Linked DNA regions of Canis lupus: region 2 is linked to region 1. Evidence: chromatin contacts called from public Hi-C data. All regions are on one chromosome and are shown on one strand. The core of a region is the stretch at or near the end of the contact, and the rest is flanking DNA. Distances in the headings are between cores, read along the strand shown.

Evidence for each region. Hi-C and Micro-C count contacts between places; a contact is called where the count stands out from the background.
Region 2: a contact with region 1 is called in a Hi-C map of blood, with 4 times the contacts expected there. The contact joins the promoter of NFATC1 here to the enhancer-like site in region 1. A contact is called at or near these places in 3 of 9 Hi-C or Micro-C datasets (amygdala and blood).

What each region holds. Positions count from the first base shown.
Region 1 is chr1:928,708-931,407 of UU_Cfam_GSD_1.0, forward strand. No RefSeq gene overlaps it. Among named protein-coding and RNA genes, the nearest start is that of CTDP1, 15 kb to the left of the region's middle. Within about 2 kb of position 1,259, at least 2 of the 20 cell types and tissues checked have an H3K27ac peak or open chromatin away from gene starts, as enhancers often do. A contact at or near this core is called in blood, where this site is marked.
Region 2 is chr1:1,091,266-1,093,965 of UU_Cfam_GSD_1.0, forward strand. NFATC1 (nuclear factor of activated T-cells, cytoplasmic 1) reads right to left here and starts at 1,302. Exons shown (of 13, transcript XM_038525723.1): 1 at 1,102-1,302. The coding sequence starts at 1,229.

The DNA of each region.
Region 1 (2,700 bases), core at 9-2,508:
CCTGGGGAAATTTGTTTCATAGGAGCCATAGATGTGGTTTCCAAACACACAAGTAAAAATTCCATTTCTGTTTTGAAGACTGCCGGTGGCTGGGATAGAAAGTAACGTCACCAAGACAAAGCACAGACAGGGACCCTACGGTGGCGCCACAGGTGATTTACTGTCACAGAAGATGGGGCTGGTTCTCCGTGCTGCTGAATCCTCCTGCAAAAGCTCCTCCTATAGAGCTTCTGCGTGTAGTTCACCCCTTTGCGGGGTGCAGCACAGTGGGGTATGGATATTCAGAGTCCAGGAGGGTTCATCCCGAGGAAGGCTCCCCGAGGCCAGCACCGCAGCCACTTCCCAGTGTGATAGGAGGTGGCCACCGCCAGGGGGGACGTTCCTCCCACCCTCCTTACTTAGGACAAGGCTAAGTGAACCAGATGATTAAGTAAATATGACTTTAAATAAATATATTAAGTACCTGATAGCACCAGTGACACAGGGGCATGCCGGCTGCCATGTGGGGGTGCTCAGGCATCTGAGGTTTGGGGACGGTGCTGAAGAAACGATCGTGGGAGGCTTTGGTACAAGCCCCTTCACCACAGTGAGAATGGGAAGCTCCACGTCTCCTCACCTGGTTTGGGGTCCTCCACCTGCTGATCGGCTTCCAAGTCCTTCACTCTTCTCCCCGGCCTCTGAAGCAAGGCCTCTGATTTATATCATGTTGTCGAGTAGCTGTGCCGGGGGAGAAGGCCCTTGGTAATTTGGAAATTCCTCATGCTGTTAATGCAATCAGGAAGCTGGCCCTTTACACAATTAGAGGCCTGGGGTGCGTGCTTGGAGTTACTAGCCTGTCACCCTGCGTGCAATGTGAGGTGGGGAGAGGAATGAGGAGGCTCTGGGGGCAGAGAGTGATTAGTGGAACTTAGCCAACAGTTTGGAAACCTGAAAATCAGATGTTTGGAAATAACCATTAGTCTGTGAGTCCAAGCTCTTTCTGGTCCCGTCCTGTCTTCCCCGTGGCGAGCCCTCACCTCCCACTGCCGGTGCTTCCTGGGCCCTCAGCTCAGTACCTGATTCCACCCTAGAGGCAATCCTGTGAGCTAAGGCATGTTCCTATTCTCATTTTCTGGGTGAGGAGACTGACATTCATTCGGCTGTAGCTACACTGGGTACTGGAGTGGTGGCGTCTGGATTCTGGCCTCTAACTCCAGAACTCTCTTGGTCTGTTATACTTTTGCAGAGTAGTCAGCATCCAGAAGCACAGGGGCTTGCCCGTAGCATACATGCCCTTAACCTGCCAGGATGACTGCTAGCTTTTTCATGGGGAAAACAATTAGAATGAAGAAACCCAAGACATTGTCGATTTCTCCATATCATGAAGTGTTGCAATTTTGGGGAATTCAGATACCAAGTAATTAATTGGCTTTGGGAGGGAGGAAAGATTGTGGTTTTGTAGACTCCTCTTGCATAAAATGGGTCTTATTTCCTACTATGAAGCAACTGCTTAAAATGCTCCAGGGTTATATAAAATGCATTAAGAAATATTTGTGGAGGGGCGCCTCGGTGGCTCTGTGGTTGGGTGCCTGCCTTTTGGCTCAGGTTGTGATCCTAGGATCTGAGATCAAGTCCTGCATCAGGCTCCCCTCGGGGAGCCTGCTTCTCTCTCTGCCTGTGTCTCTGCCTCTCTCTCTCAGTCTGTCTCTCTCGTGAATAAATAAATAAATAAATCTTTTTTAAAAAAGAAATATTTGTTGAGGAAATAAATAAATAGATAAATCAGATAATAAACATAGTATCTGGCCTTACAGAATGAACAAGACAATATGATGAGGCTTCGCACAGAGGCTGGTGTGGCACTGCCGTCGTCCTTGATTATTTGCAATTGCTGCAAGTAGTGTTGAAGACCCTGGGCAAGCAAGTTAGACTCTCCCTGTGGCTTTCTCCGCTTGGCAGTCTTTTCTGTCACCACACGGGGGCACAATTGGACCTTTGAAAATTATGTGTGCAGGATGAAATGTAATTCTTTGTATTTATAGCATCCTCGGAATAAAAATGGCAAAACTCAGTTTACTAATCAGGAAAAGAGAGGGATCAGGCTTGAATGAGAGGTGTGCTGTCACCATGCCAGGGGGGAAGAGGTTTAGGAATGGCCAGATTACACCTGAGAGGTCTAAGGGACCAGAAGCAGCCTGGTTGCCTAGAGCCCGGGTGCAGGGAGGAGGCTGAACACCTGTGAACCCAGGTGCAGGGGAGCAGGAGCCCGGGTGCAGGGGTGCAGCTGGGGCCACCTGCGTGGACCTCGGTGGGCCCACTCCTGCTATTATTGGGCTCCACGCCCACCACCCATGGATTACGACCTGTGTCCCTGGCACCTTGAGATGTCCAATTTAGAGGTGACTCCTGAGCATCCTGGTTTCTCGGGGTGGGCGGGGTGGGGAGGCCTGTGGGTGAGGACCCTGGGGTCTGATTGCAGTCACAGAGACCAGGAGTGACCAAATCACCCAAACCAAAGGGTAGGGGCTGGAGCATGGAGCTGGGGGCACAGGGAGACAAAGGAGCTGCGCCGTGATGGAGGCCCTGTGCCCAGCCCCAAGGAGCCTACTGTGCATCCATCTCCATAGCAGCTGGGGGTTATGAGCACTTATTACTGATGAGATGCCTGGACATCAGAGCCCGGTGGCATCAGAGACACTGGGGAACATGGATGTGGGTCAC
Region 2 (2,700 bases), core at 52-2,551, 160 kb after region 1:
ACCCTCTATCAAGGGTACTGCCTGGGGCTCATCTGGGTCACCAACAAGTACCTCCCCAAAGCTGCCAGTCCTTGGAGGATGCGGCTCTGTGGCCATGGGCCCACTAAGGGGATGGTGCCACCGGGGACGGTGCTGGAAGGACGTCTGCCCTTATAAAAAGAGGAATCCCCACTACACGCTGGCATCTTTGCCAACTTTGCTAAAATAATTTAAAAAAATACTTGGGAGCCGATGAGGTGTTTGGGAAGCTGTCTCCCCATTTCCCGGGCACATCTGCTGTTCTGATCCCTACTCAGGGTGCTGGTGGCCCCTGCTGGAGCCTGTCCTCAGACACCTGCAGGAGCACCCCCGTCAGGAGCTCCAGGCCGCAGGGCCAGGTGCTGGCTCCTGTAGGGCGGAGGGCAGGCGTGCGGGGCCGTTGGCCAGACTCGGAGGCAGGAGTGTTTTCGGGACATACACTTAGGCACCTTTGGGACCACAAACAAGCGGCTTGAAACTCGAGGGTCCCTTTCACACTGTCCTGAGCCACTTTCTACAGCTGAACTCAACTCCCGGCTGCAAGATTGCAAAATGGATTGAATTAGGGGCTGTGTCCACACTGTGCATCCGATGCCCCAGAGTTCTGCCGGCGGAGCTACCAGCATGACGGCGCCGGGGTGGGGGTGGGGTGGGGGCGGGGGCGGGGAAGGGCGCAGACCCCACCTCACGTCCTGGGCTGGTCTCCTAAGCCGCCTGGTGGCCTTGCCCCACTGGGGAAGAAACCGGCCACCTCCGTTCCCAAAGAGCCCACCGACACCGTGGAGCGAGCCCTACCCTCACCCGGTCCCGGCCGCCCGCGCCTGAGCTGAGCCTGTGCCACGGTCCGCCGCCGGGCTGCGCGCAGCGCTGGGGAGAGGAGACACCTATTGGCAGGAGGGAGCGCTGGGAACCGGGGCTGCTCCGGGGAACACCAGGGGGACCCCGCTCCCCGGTTGGTGCCGCGCGCGCCCCTCGCCACGGCGGACCCCTCCCGGCGGCGGACCCCGGCCGGGCCCGCTCGCTCCCCCCCCGCCCCGGCCCGGCACCCGCGGGGGCCCGGGTAGGGGCGACCCGCCGGCTTACCTTCCTCCGCCGACTTCATGCTGCCGCCGGAGGGCGGCGCGGGCCCCAAACTTTCTCCGCTCCCGCAGACTGCAGCCGGAGGCCCGAGTGGAAACTTGGAAAGGGACTGGAAAACTGGTACTTGGCATCCACGCGGCGGCGGCGGCGGGGGGCGGGAGCGCAGGAGAGCGGGAGAGCGGGAGAGCGGGAGAGCGGGAGAGCGGGCGCTCGGCGCCGCCGCCCCGGCCGGCTCTCCCGGGAACGCAGACCTCTGCCCCGGCGGACGCGCGCCCGGCCCGGCTCAGCACCGCGCGCCCCGGAGAAGTGTCATCCAGGGGGGTGTGCGCGCGGGTGGCCCGGCTGCGCCTGGGGCCCGGGCTTGCTGGCGGGTGGCGGGGCTCGGAAGGGTGCGCTCCCGCGCCCCGGTGCCCTCGCCCGGCCGCGGGATCCGGCGCGGCGACTGTGCCGGCGAGTTTGGAGTCCTCCAAGTCTCGCTCTGACGCAGGGCCGCGCTCTGCCTCCTGCCTTTTTAAAGCTGGAAAACACCTCCCCGCCTCCCCGCCGGCCCGGCCGCTCCCGCGCCCCCTCCCTGCCGTGACATCACGCCCCCGCCCGAGCCAGCGCAGGGCCCGGAGGAAAAGTCTCCGAGCGCCGGCCCTCCCCGCTCCAGGCCGCTGCTCGCCCGGCCCGCTGGGCGCACGGGGGGCGGGCTGGGGGCGCACGGGGGGCGGCAGGGGCGCACGCGGAGCGCGGGGGCGCGCGGGGGGGCGGGCGCGGGCGCGCAGGGCAGGGGCGCGCGGGGTGCGACCCGGGCGCAGAGGGAGCGCGGGCCGGCCGGGACGCCGGGGTCCGCCGCGTCCTCAGGGAGTCACACTCGGCTGGGGGGAGGGGCCGGGAGCCGGAGACGAGGGCCGCCGAGGAGCCCCGCATGCTGAAGTCATTATGTAAAATCGCAGGCTTCCCCCGCTGTGGAAATTTGGAAAAGCGCTTCCACTGGCAGGCCCGAGAAAGGAAATTCCCATCCCGCTAAATTACTAACAGATTGCACGGCAGTCCCGGGACGTGGACTTATTGTCATTCTTACTCCGTAAATACCGGAGCGCCCCAGCCTGCCTGTTGCCTGCGCTCGCGGGGGGGTCGGGGAGGAGCAGGGGCGCAGCCGCCGCCGGCCGGGAAGGCGGGGGGGGGGGGGGCGACTCTGGGGTTTCCAGGCGGCGGGGGAGGGGTTTCGGGAAAGCCTCCCCAGCGCCCGCCGGTTCACTTTACACTTTCCCCGCCAACCCGCCTGCGTCTCGTCTGCGCAGCTCGGCGGCCAGGACCCGACCACGTTTTCGTGGTGGCCTCGGGTGAGGGGCCGGAGCGTCAGGGCGGCTCAAGTGTCTGCGGTGCAAAAGTCATCAATCTATTGCGGTTTCAAATAACCCCAAAAGCGAAGTTGTGTCTGTCGCGGGTACCCGAGAGCCTGCAGGACGCCGGTGGATGCCCCGGATGCCCCCACGGCCCGGGGCCCGGGCCCGGGGCGGGGGGGTAACATTTGACCCGTCGGCTGAGGCGCGCTGGCGAATCGGAACCACATTAATAATAGGACGGAGCCCAGCGGAAGCGGTGCCCGCGTCACCA